Regions from separate parts of the Hordeum vulgare genome. Here region 1 is linked to region 2. Evidence: chromatin contacts called from public Hi-C data. All regions are on one chromosome and are shown on one strand. The core of a region is the stretch at or near the end of the contact, and the rest is flanking DNA. Distances in the headings are between cores, read along the strand shown. Region 1 holds the start of LOC123409656 (rhamnogalacturonan I rhamnosyltransferase 1-like). Region 2 holds the start of LOC123411506 (phosphatidylinositol 4-kinase gamma 5-like).

What was found. A called contact is a pair of places that touch in the nucleus more often than the background predicts.
Region 1: a Hi-C map of leaf shows a contact between it and region 2, with 2.8 times the contacts expected there. The contact joins the promoter of LOC123409656 here to the promoter of LOC123411506 in region 2. A contact is called at or near these places in 3 of 6 Hi-C or Micro-C datasets (leaf and seedling) and 1 of 1 datasets of contacts at active chromatin or transcription factors (embryo).

Annotation. Positions count from the first base shown.
Region 1 is chr7H:124,326,953-124,333,941 of MorexV3_pseudomolecules_assembly, reverse strand. LOC123409656 (rhamnogalacturonan I rhamnosyltransferase 1-like) reads left to right here and starts at 3,165. Exons shown (of 8, transcript XM_045102519.1): 1 at 3,165-3,998; 2 at 5,049-5,116; 3 at 5,219-5,307; 4 at 5,404-5,569; 5 at 5,655-5,944; 6 at 6,060-6,264; 7 at 6,369-6,526; 8 at 6,715-6,989. The coding sequence starts at 3,716. The coding sequence ends at 6,958.
Region 2 is chr7H:123,622,048-123,629,060 of MorexV3_pseudomolecules_assembly, reverse strand. LOC123411506 (phosphatidylinositol 4-kinase gamma 5-like) reads left to right here and starts at 3,574. Exons shown (of 2, transcript XM_045104465.1): 1 at 3,574-4,534; 2 at 5,607-7,013. The coding sequence starts at 5,710.

The sequences.
Region 1 (6,989 bases), core at 1,916-4,415, 710 kb before region 2:
AAGCTAAAATATTCCCACGAAACATTCCTTGCTCGATCAGCGAGTTCGGTGCAACCGCATGCACGATACGAGCGGCGACCTGGAGATGATTAACTTAAATCATGTGGGTTGCACTGTGGACATTAGTGCGCGATCGCACTGATCATTAACGAGGTCCACACTCCACACCGCCACAGCCACTTTATTTGTTACACGTACGCACGCGCACACTCTCCGGCCCGGTGGCGTGCCACGATATTCGCCTCTTTTTGATTTTTCTTTGGAATAAATATGGGTTGGAGGCTTCTCCTTAAAGCACCGGCCACCGGGGGCGTCCATGTGAAGCGTGCAGGGCAGGGCGGCCAGTTATACGTTTATGGAAATATATTCCGCGATACCAACTATCACATGATACCATGTACAAAAAGAATCATATTTACATGTTTCAAAAAATTCTAAGAAAAATGTGAATGCTCACAAAACACATTTCTACCGACCCTAAAAAAATCAGATTCAAATTCAAAAGACGCATTGAGAATATATTTTTTTTTACAAATTCAGCATGAATAATTCCCCTATTCACCCATGGATTTGTCTTTTTTTTCATTTCTCCGTCATATTTTGATTTTGGATTTGACTTTTTTATAGATTGTAGGAACATATCTTGTGCACATTCATGAAGTTTTTCTGGATTTTTTTGAAACATCAAAGTTTGAGTTTTCAAACATGGGGTCATGGAATTATGTGATAGTTGGTAGCATGTGATATCTTCCCAATTGGATAGGCTCTTTTCCTTTTTTTGCCAAGGCCATGGCCATGTATTAAAATAATCTAATCCTCACAAGGCAACTCCAAAAGAAAACATGAATTGCAATAAGTTCCTTGGAGAAGCCAATGCTATCTTCCTTCCTCACACCAGGGAAGCGCGTCGTGAGCCATGTTCGACGCGTCGACTAGAACTCTGCATTACTTTCGAAGCTAGCAAGAATTTAAGTCCATGATTTGAAAGTCATCGTGCAATGTCAAAAGACGCCCGCGGACCATCCGTAGATCGGATCATTGTCTTAGAGAAGAGGAGAGGAGAAGGGCTAGACATGATGAAGACGACCACCACCTCCATCAACAGGGACAAAGTGTTTCAAGCATCCGCATCCTCTAAAAAAAAGGGTTAGCCTTCCTCTGCCTCGCCGATCCGGCTCGTCTCTGATTGCTTTAGGGCCATGGGGTGTGCTGAATCTAGACCCTTGCCGGTGGGAGGACTTCTTTCTTGAATGTTTTCTTTGAGTTTTGTGAGGGTTTGTCTCCCGCTCGTGAAGATGAGACGACGACGATCGATGTAGACCGGGGTAGTCCAACAATATACATTTACGATTGTGTTTTCTCAAAAGGAAAATATTTGCAATGTAAGTGGAGGCGTAATTACTTACAACATTTATATGCATTTCCCATGGCAACAACAAACTTGCTACATGGAAAAATCCAGGTTATAGAAATTGATCGTTCACATTTCAATCCCCGAGTCTCACCATAAAAAGAGAGAGAAACAAATGCAAAGCGCATCTCTTCCAAACTCGAAATTAACATACAATTCACATGACACTATCATTGGTTAGGCCCCACCTTCGATGCCCTTTGGACCGTGGTGGTGCCAAGGACCTCGACTGAGACGACACGAGGGACCCCACTCTTATTCTTGTTAGGTTCGGTGTCTTGGTTCTGGTGGTGTGGCTACGACGATGTCCCTAAATAGGACTAGTATCTTTAACGTTTGATTACCATTCTGATGGTGCGTCTAGCATCGCTGGGGAGCGTGTGGAGTTGTGTCTCCGTTGGATCTTGCGGGATTTAGTCAATGCTGGTCTTCTAAGGATCTGATTGGATCCAATCTTTACTTATATGCTTACATGTTTGATCCTCCCAACCTACGACTCTTTTCATTGACGATGGTTGCTGACCTTGCGCGTCGATCATGTGGAGATGTAGCACCAAGACTTCACGACTTTCTATAGATTTGCCCGAATCCGATAAGGAAAGTCGTTGACGGTGTCGCGTCTTCTTCTCGCTCCATTGCTTGGTCGTCGGTAAATGATCCATGGACCTGATTGTATGTGTAGCGGCATGATTGCCTCATTATGAATAGACTCGAAGTTTCTCCCCAAAAAAATAATGATGCATCTCACATGCCATTAAAACATCTACAAATGGACCTCTCAAATGATCCTTCATACGTTTGTGGACGTGCCCGGTCAGTGATCGGACAACAGAGAGAAGGAAAAAAATGACCCAACCGGACCCATCATATCGTCCCTATATTTCCGGACTGTCCGCAAACTCTCATATCCATCTCAAACATGAGGAGAATATAAGGGCTCGCGGATGCGCCCGGGCATGTCCGGTCAGCCCGTCACATAGGACGTGACCTCACCCCGGACCATCTTTTTTTCTTTATTCATTATTTTCTTTTTCTCTCTTCCTATTCACCAATCACGTGCAAGTGACCGGACATATAAGGAAGAGAATAAAAAGTATGAATGCGTGAATGGATCAATAAAGGACACGCCTGATCACCGATTGGGCATGTCCACCAATATTTATGGGGTTGGATTTGTAAGGTTGGATTGTAGATGCTCTCGCCGAAACAGTGATAAAATTGTAAAAAAGCAGCCAGCAGCAACAGCCTTGCCACGTGCCGAAGAAGATTTCCCCCACAAGATACCTAATACAGCGGTATAGCTCTGAAAGAAAAAATGCCCAGGACAAAAACAAGAAGCAAACACCGGCATGTGAGCCGCGAGAGCAATACAAAACTCCAACAACAACAACAAGGAGTGGCAAATTAATCAGGTCCCTGCACACAACACTGTCAACACAGCAGCACGGCGAGCCAAGCCAACAAGGAGTAGTAATAAAAATGAGAGGCGGATCGAGTCGTCGCCGTCGTCAGTTTAAACAAACGGCGTTCCGCGCCGGCAGCCGCGCAGCGCCGACCCCGTCGTCACGGGCCCAAACGGCTCCTTCCGCTCTAACCGCGCCGTCCAATCCCGGCCGTCCGCTGGCATCTGAGGCCCTCCACGTGTGCGCGGCGCCCGCCCGTGTGCAACCCCCCGGTGCCACCAACCGTTTACCGCAGCGGATTAGGACACGCATTAATACGGCTACGCGCACCCCCCTGCCTGGCCCCGGGGATCAGAGGAGAGGAGGAGTGTGTGCGTCACGGTCACGGTCACTACCACCGACGCCGCGGCCCAAAAATAACTAGGCGCCCCCACAAATCGCTCTCCCACGCCTCCCTCCCTCTCACCCCCTCCCTCTGCCCCGAGATCCGCCCCGCCACCCCGCCCGTCTCCGGCGCCGATCCTCCGACCCCGCCGCCCATTCCGGCGCCTACCGGTACCTGTCACCGACGGCGGCACGCGCTTTACCGGCCTGCTCCTGCCGTTCCTTCAAGGAGAGGAGCCGATCGACACGGCGCCACGCCCGGGCCGACGGGCGGTTGCTGCTCGTCCGACGACGCGGCGAGGGCCGTCCGCGGCCGCGTTTCTGTCACCAACGTCGCGGCGCTCTGGGCAGCGGTGGAGTGACGGCGGGAGAGGCCTTGTTTGGCGCTGCATTGGGTGGGAACGGAGCCAGGGCCAGGCGGGCTCCTCGAGGCGGGCGGCGGGTTTGAGGCACGGATGCTTGCTGCTGCAGCTGGTGCCGCCAAGATTGTTCTGCTCCCGTCGGTCCATGGTCGTTGATGGCGTGGAAGGCGGCCATGGGGGGTAAGGCGGCGGCCGGCATCGGAGGCGACAAGCTCAAGTGCCCGCCGTCGTCCGCCGCGCGCTCGCGGATGAAGCTCTGGATGGTGCGCGCCACCACCACCGTCCTGCTCTGGACCTGCGTCATGCAGCTCACCGCCGTCGGCGAGACGTGGGGGCCCCGGGTGCTCAAGGGATGGCCCTCCTGCCTCACGGCCCCCGAGGAGGCCGCCGCCGTGCGCCCGGCCGTCGTCGACAGGGCCGCGTTGCTGCCGCCCAAAAGTGAGTTTCATTCTTCGCTCGCTAGCTCGCTCGCTTTCGTTCGCCCTGTTCGATCCGCTCCGTGTCCGAATGCTGTTCCTAGGACATTGACAGGCCGCCAGCATTTCGGTGTGGTACATCCTTCCGAAATCCACAGCGTAGATTTCATCGACCTGGGGATGATAAAGATTGGTGGTTGGCGTACATTTTGCTCTTCTTCCCGTGCTTGCAAACTCGCGTAGTTTAGCTCCGGCGATATCATCAGCCTGGGAATGGGATGATAAAGATTGGTGGTTGGCGCACATTTTGCTCATTTTCCTGTGCTTGCAAATTCGCGTAATTTAGCTCAGGTGTTGCGGATTCATTCCGTGGTAACGCTGTTAGCTGCATCCAAAACAGTAAATTCATCATCTTTTTTAAGCTGGACATGTGGTGATCCCGATTGCAGAAATTGGGCAATGTCGGATCTCCTTTCGATTGGTGCCTTGGTGGGTCAGGAGCAGGTCTTCACTATTCTGGTCGTTTGCAGTTGCAGCCTACACGATAGATTCATGTTTTGGTTCTTTCCATGTTAGGATCACACTTTTTAGGCTGGTTGAAATTGAACACTTGAATATGCTTTTACTGGTGGCAATCATTCATGACTCCAACCGATGTTTTGGTCCCTCATAATTATGATGCCCATCATTTTTTCACATGGATAGAAAAGGAAATGCCCAGCAGCTTTTGAGTAATTGTAGCAACGTTTTCTGAGTTAACTGTATTGGAACTTTTGTTTCATTAACGTCGTGTAGACTACTTTTGGTAGTATGTACAATTAGATTGTGGCCCTTCGTTTTGTTTGCACACTGTATTCCCATTGTTAATTATGAGTCTTTTCCAGCATGGAAAGTTACATTTATATGACTCGAGGGACTGCTAAAGTATGTTCGATTTCCCTGTTGCCACAAATACGCAGTGTACATCACTGCATTAATTATTGCTTTGTTTGTTATTAGTACATCCTTGCCTTGAATATCTAGGAATCTGCTATAACTGTGCTAATGGTTTATTGCTGTCATCATCGTCCAGGAATTTACAGGAACAATGGTTATTTGATGGTCTCATGCAATGGTGGTCTTAACCAAATGCGAGCTGCTGTAAGATGTTGGAAATCTCTGTTTATAATTTTTGCAAGTAATGTTCTTGGCAACCATTGACTCTTAACATTGGTTTCTTTTCTCCATGTTTTGTTCTATCAGATATGTGACATGGTTGTAATAGCAAGATATTTGAATGTCACTTTGGTTGTTCCAGAGTTGGATAAGACTTCTTTTTGGAACGACCCGAGGTACAGTTTGGCACCTTGATATTATTTTCAATTGCCTTTTTTTTCTTGAGCTACTATCAGACTTTTCCTTTGGTGTTGATCCATTCTGCACTGCAGTGAGTTCCAAGATATATTTGACGTCGAACACTTTATAACCTCCTTGCGAGACGAAGTTCGCATCTTGAGAGAACTGCCTCCAAGGGTGAAGCGAAGAGTTGAACTTGGTATGTTCCACTCAATGCCACCTATCAGTTGGTCTGATATCTCCTATTACCATAATCAGGTATGCTTCATGTCACATTATGTTAAGGCTGCTTTGGAGCATCAGATTTGTTGAATAAGCTAATAGTTGTAAAAATTCGATCCAGATTCTTCCATTGATTCGGAAACACAAGGTTCTGCATTTGAATAGAACTGACGCTAGGCTAGCAAACAATGGTTTACCTATGGAGATTCAAAAACTGAGATGCCGAGTAAATTATGCCTCTCTGAGATTTACATCCGAAATTGAAGATCTGGGCAAGCGTGTAATTAGAATACTTCGCCAAAATGGCCCTTTCTTGGTTCTTCATTTACGTTACGAAATGGATATGTTGGCTTTCTCTGGTTGTACCCAAGGGTGCAGTAACGAAGAGGCAGAAGAGCTCACAAGAATGAGGTGAACATTTTGGTATTATTATCATTTAATTCTTCTTAGGACAATGCATGTTTGTAGCGTGGGCTGTTAAAACATTCAATTAACTACAGCTGTCAAATCATTGTTGGCATTTTAGGTATGCTTATCCATGGTGGAAAGAGAAAATCATTGACTCGGACTTGAAAAGAAAAGATGGGCTTTGCCCATTGACGCCAGAAGAGACTGCTCTTGTCCTCAGAGCATTGGATATTGATAGAAGTATGCAAATATACATTGCAGCTGGAGAAATATATGGTGGAAGACGCAGGATGGCAGCTCTCACTTCAGCCTATCCGAATGTGGTATGGACATAGTGAACATGCTTATTTGTTTTGTCACACGTGTATTATATGGAAATTTCTCACGTCATCTTCTTGATTCACATTGCTTTAACATTGACTTACAGGTGAGGAAAGAGACACTTCTAGAACCTTCTGACCTAATGTTCTTCCAGAACCATTCGTCTCAAATGGCCGCACTGGATTACATGGTCTCTTTAGAAAGTGATATATTTGTTCCAACATACGATGGAAATATGGCTAAAGTTGTTGAGGGTCATCGCAGGTATGCATTGCAGTTGGTCACATACACTACATATTTTATTTTTGTACGCACCCCAAACATTTCCCTGTCTCAACTGGAATGCACCACTGTCTTGATATTGGTCGACTCATCTTTATAGTTGGCTATTCGTTCAGCTAAATTCTATGAAGTTGTGTACTTATATGCCTTGTGTCGCTTGCTGCATGCAGGTTCATGGGTTTCAAGAAGACGATCTTGTTAGATCGGAAACTCATCGTCGACCTAACGGACCAGTACAACAACGGTTCGTTGCGATGGGATGAGTTCTCTTTGTTGATCAAGGCTGCCCATGCAGGGCGGATGGGATCGGCCTCGAAGCGGACAGTGATTCCCGACAGACCCAAGGAGGAGGACTACTTCTATGCAAACCCCCAGGAGTGCCTGCAAGATCCCGACCGCCTACGTACATCATGATAACCAAACCGCCACCCCTGTCAATATTTTC
Region 2 (7,013 bases), core at 2,325-4,824:
CAGAAGATCCCATCAAACATGCGAATTCAGGGTTCACTCGGATCCATAAATTCACACAGACATTTTATTCCAAACAGAATTGATCAAGGCGAATGATGAAGACTTCAATCGACATCCAATTCAGCAAAACTTTGAAGGGCGTTCAAGTTCAGCCTGCTATCTCAAGATTTACAGCTACACCTTCACCACTCGAACCCTGATCCATTCGGGGGCTAATGACGGGGTTATAGCCCTAGGGTAGGGTCATAGGCCTGATCTATAAGTCCTACCCAAGGGCACCTCATTATTAGCATGAAGATCACAAGAGATCTACCGACTAGATGAAGACAACCTCTTGTCCACTCGGTAGGAAACCACTCGGAGGACGATCATACACTCGACGATTGGATTTCACTCGATGAAGACTAGAAGCCAGTCGACATCGAAGGCCAGAAGCCACCGAGGGAGGCCAACATGCATACGTTAGACTACCGTAGTTATTGTCATTAATAGCATACGTTACCTGTAACGTATGCATTTATCCTTCACCCTTGTATGTTGGACACTTATGAGGGGCAACGCGCTCTATATAAGCCATCCCTCCCCTCTCGCACAAGGGTTGGCATTCTGTAACACCTATATTCCACTCGACACAAAGCTCCAGAGCGCTGAGACGTAGGGCTATTACCTCCACCGCAGAGGGGCCTAAACTCATACAACCTTGCCGTAGCTAGGACTCTGCCCTCTACTTTCGTAGTCTACTCATCTACTGTCAGGCTTATTCCCACGACAATGGGGCCTTAGCACGATGACTTTTCGATTGTCTACTACAACAAGTTTATCCCGGCTCCGGTGAAGGGCGATGACGGCGGCGCGCCTTCGGCTCGCTTGAGTGCTTGTAGTCGTCACTAGGTGGTCTATGAATCTGGACGTAATTTATATTATTTTCTGATATCCATTGTACTACCATGTTTGAAGATGTCAAGATGAGTATATCAAATGTTTTCTACAAAACAAAATAAAATAAAATAAAAAACGTCTTCCTTCCCTTTCATACGTGGTACATAAAATAAAATAAACTGTGCCGAACGAAAGATCTAAGATGGAAAACAACTTTATGCAAAGTTCATTTTCTCTTTAAAAGAGAAGACAGTAACGTTACAAACAAAAGGCTAAAACCAACTTTGTTGCGGCCGTAGGATACATACATTCACACATACGCGAGCCAGCTAAAAAAAGCGTTGCACGTTTGCACTCGCTGCCGTACACGGAAAGAAGAAGAAGGGAGGGAGGGAACCCATGGACACGACGCTTATCTCTTATCCCCGGCGGATGAACCGGCATGGGCTAGACTAGACGGCATCCATCCATCCATCCTTGGCGACGCCAACGGTGCCACCGCCGCCGGTTTAACTAACTTGAACCGGGGGCCAAGGCGGGCCGCTGCCCTGCCCCGCACGAACCCGCGCGCAGCTGCATGGGGTGTGTGCATGGCCGCATGCATGCACGCACGCACGCGCGCACGGCACGTAAGGCGCGACGCAAACGAAAGCGGTTGGAGCCGGGCGTGCGTTCCCACAGCTAGCGGCGGGGTCGGGCCAAGAGATCTTGTTGTGGCCGGGGCGCTTGCCCGGGTGAATCCAAACCGTTCGCGCGTCCGTTTCCATGGCAGAGGTACAAAAAACGCTTCGGCTTGAGTGGCGGGCAAGCCCAAAGCCTGCTCGGCGCTTCTTGGATCCGCCCATGGCTGGTGTCTGGTGATATGCTCGACCCGTCTTTACATGTCAAAAACAAAGGTGACGCCTATCCCTCGCAGAAGATCGAGATAAGATTGGTGATGCGAAACTAGGGACGAAAATCGGTAGGCGTAACTTGACGTTTGCGAAAAAGAATGAGAATACAAGGAAGGAATAGCTGTAAGCCATTTTACAACGGCTCCCGTTCGTTAATGCAAATATGCACATGACAATGCAGTTTTTTTGGGGCCGGGGGTTGAGGGAGGCGCGTAAGAATATAATTCCATGACGGGATGGGAAATGAGAAAATGTTGTGTGTAGCGACAGGGAAATTTGTTTTCCCTCCTATATGAGATAGTATATTAATTTCTTGCTCGCATAATTCACAAAAAAATATATTCTTGCTTGTATAACCCGTAAATTAAAAAAAAACCTTGTTGCCTATATAGGGAAAATGAAACTCATCGTGTGTAAACCGGTGATTTGCTATTTGAATTGTTCCACACATGCCACATTTTGAGTTCGAAAGCCACAACTATTGCATTTACTCGAAAAATGGCATAAGCATTACTATATGCCCATAAAAGTGAGCAGAACTATTATTTAGCGCACGTGCTTAATTTTGCAACCGGCAATAAATATGCAAAATTATACTTCCTTGTTTCTAAATATAAGTCTTTTAAAGATTTTATAAGGGACTACATACGAAGCAAAATAAATGAATGTATATTTAAAAATATGTCTATATACATTCGTATGTAGTTTTTTATAAAACCTTTAAAAAGACTTATATTTAGAAATGAAGAGAGTACAAAACAATGACATGGAGTTTGTGCTCCTGAGCTCAAATGCACCATTATAAACACTAAAATTAAAAAAGGTAAAGTTTAAAATTGTTGAATTATCTACATACATGCAAATTATTTTCATGATGAAAAGGGACTCATAATGCTCTAAGCTGAAAAATTGATGCTCCAAAAAGACTGTTTTTAGAACAATTTGGAGGGTTGATTTGTTTTTTCGTCTAAGGCATTAGGACTGATTTTAATTAAAAGAAGCATACACGTATGTAAACATTCAACAATGTTGGTTGTCAAAAATATCCAATTTTGTTTTGTTTACCTTTTTTTATTGTTCATGGCCAGTGCATTTGAGCTAAGGAGCCGAAGAACACTTTCGATAAAACACAAGGTAAACTTGCCAATGTTATTCATAGATAAAACCTTCACATAAGGTTTAACCGGCAACCCAAGGACTCGTGCCTTTAGTAATGACATTGCCTTCTTTGTGGCCTCTTTCTCGTGTGTTTACCGATTTGGTAATATCCACAAAATGAGCTTTCTCGAAAAAAGGAAATTACAATACGCCTTTCGAAATTAAAAAGAATAAAAAAATCCCTTTGCAATCGCGCATAAGTAGTTGCGTCGCCCCTGGGCGACTTGAGCAACCCCCTGACCTTGGTCGCCACATGCCCTCCTTTCACCACCAACTCTCCTTCTCGGTGCCGCATGAGGTCGCTGACGGGAAAGCCAACACAGCTACCAAGGACAGCAGCGGCGAGGCATCATTGCTTGGCTTTGATTTCTGGTTCTTGGGTGTGTTAGATCTAGGGCATCGACACCGTTGTGAATGTATTGCGGCCTCTGCTGGTGGCATCAATGGCGGGCATGGCTTGTTGCAGTGTGTCGCGGTGCTTTCGGCATCAGAGGTGGCACTTTCCCGGTTGCCTATGCCTCTATAATCCTCTGGCTGGAGAGTGGTGGTCTGTGGCCCCTCGAGACAGCATGAATCCAGTATTCAGCCCCTCCCCCCCCCTCCCGACCATTCTCGACCAGATCTAGGTGTTTTCCTTATCGCCTCATTCTCCTTGGGGTAGTCGAGGTTGGTTATTTTTTTGTCATCGTGGACCTACGTTGTTCCCCTCCGGTTGCCGACCTCCACCTGCATGTTTCATGGTTGGGTTGATCCCTCCCATTTGACTCTGCCCCTTCTTTGGTCGATGAGGGGGAGGCTAACTCGGTAGTGCGGGATTGTTTGTGTGCGTTGCGTCTCCACAATCATGATCCCTCCAATGCATGTGCTATGCTCGTGCATGTAAGTTTCATTCACGGACACCTCCCATTGCGGTCACGGTAATGTTCCAACCGTTGCTCAAGTTGATGAGATCTTTAGGTCATTCTTGTCGATCTAGACCGTACCATCATCGACTTCTCATCAAATCATGCCATCTTTGACAACATACCAATCATGTCATCTCCGACGTTATAATCCCTTTCTTCTCGATGAATTACATGCGGCTCTCCTACACGGTTCACCAAGAATTTGCGGATAGGCCCGTGGAAAAACCGCGCAGGCCGTACGATCCAATTAGATCAAACCCGAGGGTCGCCGGAGGAAGAAGGCCATCGCACACACTGACACACACGCGTTGGCCCGGCCAATCCAAGCTCACGCGCCCCTCGCACCTCTCTCCCCATTACCAAACCTAACCATGGTTTGCTCAGCTCCTTAAATTAACCCCCCCTCCATTACACATCTCCCCTGTCCCCCTCCTCTCCCTCTCGCACCCCCACCCCCACCCAGCCTCCTCGCAAGCTCTCGCGCTCGCACGCTCGCTCAGGCACGAGAGAGCGAGGGAAGAAGAAGGGGGGCGAGAAGTCAGGACCCGGGAGGCGGAGGCGGCGGAGTGCCGTGCCGGGGAGTGGGAGGAGCCGCTCCAACGCCGGACGCCGGACGAAAGAGGCGGCTGCGGCGCACCTGCCAGATCTGCGGCCCCGCCGGCGGCGGGCCGCCATTTCCAGGTCTCCGCATTGGTTCAGGTACGGACAAGGCTTCATTCCCACCTTCGTGCTGGTGCTCGTTCCGCCGGTAGAGTCCCGGGCCTTCGCCGCTCCTTCTCTCTTGCTCAGTGGAGAGAGCAGAAGTGCCGGCGTTCTTTTGGTAGGAAAAAAAAATACGGTGCTTCGTCGCCAAGGAATGGAGCGCGGCTTCGTTCTGGTAGTTTCTGGAGCAATAATTGTTCCTCTTTTAGGATTCTCCGGGCATTTTAGCTGGACCGGGCTCATTAATGCCATTCCCTTACGCGTAGCTCGTGTCATCAAGCGCTCAATCATCTGACGATTCTGTAGCTCGCTCCAGCATCAGCTGATCTACTATGTCTGAGCGAAGCTCGTACGTACTCGCGCAGCTTCCTTAGTGCGGATTCAGCTTGAAAGCTCCAAGATTTCTGTCGTAAAAAAGGCCTCTTGGCGACTGCGTGTGACTTTTTACTGACTCTGGCGAGATGAAATGTAATAGCCGTTAGCTACACATGGAAGAAAATCGCACGATTGTCGAATCGAGAGGTGATTAAGCTGCTGGCCCAGACTCCGGGCTGAATCGTGGGCTTTGGGTTTGTTTTCCACATGGAAAGTCTAGGAGATTTCCATGTCTCATCAGTGATCAGTCTACAGAGATTTCGGGTGAGAAAAGGACAAATGCCATTGATGGAGGAGTGAATGGGGGACAGCACGAATCTCTGAATGAAACTGAAATAAAAATGCATCTATGTTCAACGAACATATCATATCTTCAGTATGAGGCTTAAAAAAAGCTGCTAGTCAAAGATGGGAAGTGGTAGCCCACTCCTTATGCATACCAACTTTCTGTAAAATATGGAAATGCTTTCTCTTATCATGGCAATTGGCAAGTGCTTTGGTTTATTCATTAACTGGGTGGTTGGGTTTACCATGAGAATTACTTATCGTCCGTTTCATATTTTATACGGAGGAAGAATGAGTAGTTTGGTAGTTGGATGAAGGTTTGATATTTTTGAGTTTCGGTACTCATTAGCGGTTGTTTCCGACTTGAGAAAAAGATAATAACCACCAATTGCTCTTTTTGTCTTCGCAGGGTCTTATTATCCAAAAGTTGGGTTTACCGGGTTTCGTGACAGCTTCCAATTGTAGCTTTCTGCTGCTTTCTATCTAACGTGGAAGATGGCGTCCGTTGCCTGATGATTGCTACCGTGACACCTTTCTCGCACTCTAGGACAGCGTCATCTGCAGAGTTTGAAAGGCGCAAGAGAGCAATTCCTTTGTTGTCTGCCATGTCTCGCAACTTGGAGAGCCCTGTCCAGACCCAGATGGCAGTTTCAGCCTTGAGCAGCTCTCTGATCGGTGATTACCCTACCAAAACTAGAAGCGAGGGGAGGGCTGTTGGATGGAAACGTGTTTTTGTCCAGACTGACACTGGGTTTGTACTGCCTGTTCAACTAGATCGTGGTGACAGTGTACACACAGTCAAAAGAAAGCTGCAGGTGGCCCTCAATGTTCCCACTGAGGAGAGTTCACTGACACTTGGTGATCATGTCCTCAAGAATGATCTCAGCAGCATCCGAAACGATTCCCCGCTGCTCCTGACCAAGACCTTCATGCATCGGAGTTCCTCCAGCCCATGCCTGTCTCCTACAAGCAAGGATCTCCAGCAGCAAAGGGATAGGGGTGGTCCGATTGAAGTTTTAGTATGTCCAAGCCGCTGCTTTCGGGCAAAGCAGCTTGTTAAGGATGTTGCTAGGGGCATAAGAAACGGTGTGGATCCAACACTTGTCAATAGTGGGCTTGGTGGTGCCTACTATTTCAAGAACAGTAAAGGTGAGAATGCTGCCATCGTGAAGCCAAATGATGAGGAGCCGTTTGCACCCAACAATCCAAAAGGTTTTACTGGGAGAGCCCTTGGGCAGCCAGGCCTCAAAAGATCAGTTCGAGTTGGTGAGACTGGTTTTAGAGAGGTTGCTGCATACCTTCTGGACTATGATAGCTTCGCCAATGTCCCCCCGACAGTTCTTGTTAAGATTTCACACCCTGTATTTAATGTCAATGAAGGTGTTAGTTCAAGCAAGAAGAAGGCTCCTGTGGGTGATCCGCGAGCTGTCAGCAAGATTGCCTCATTTCAGCAGTTCGCTCCTCATGATTTTGATGCTAGTGACCTTGGCACTTCAAGCTTCCCTGTATCTGCTATTCACAGGATTGGTATTCTTGACATCCGTATCTTCAACACTGATAGACATGCTGGAAATCTTCTGGTAAAAAAGATGACAGGAACAGGTCAATTCGGGAATCAGACTGAGCTGATTCCTATTGACCATGGTCTCTGCCTGCCAGAGTGTTTAGAGGATCCTTATTTTGAATGGATTCACTGGCCGCAGGCGTCAATTCCATTCTCTGAGGATGAGCTTGAGTACATAGGGAAACTTGATCCAGTGAAAGATGCTGATATGCTTCGTATGGAGCTGCCTATGATCCGGGAAGCATGCCTCCG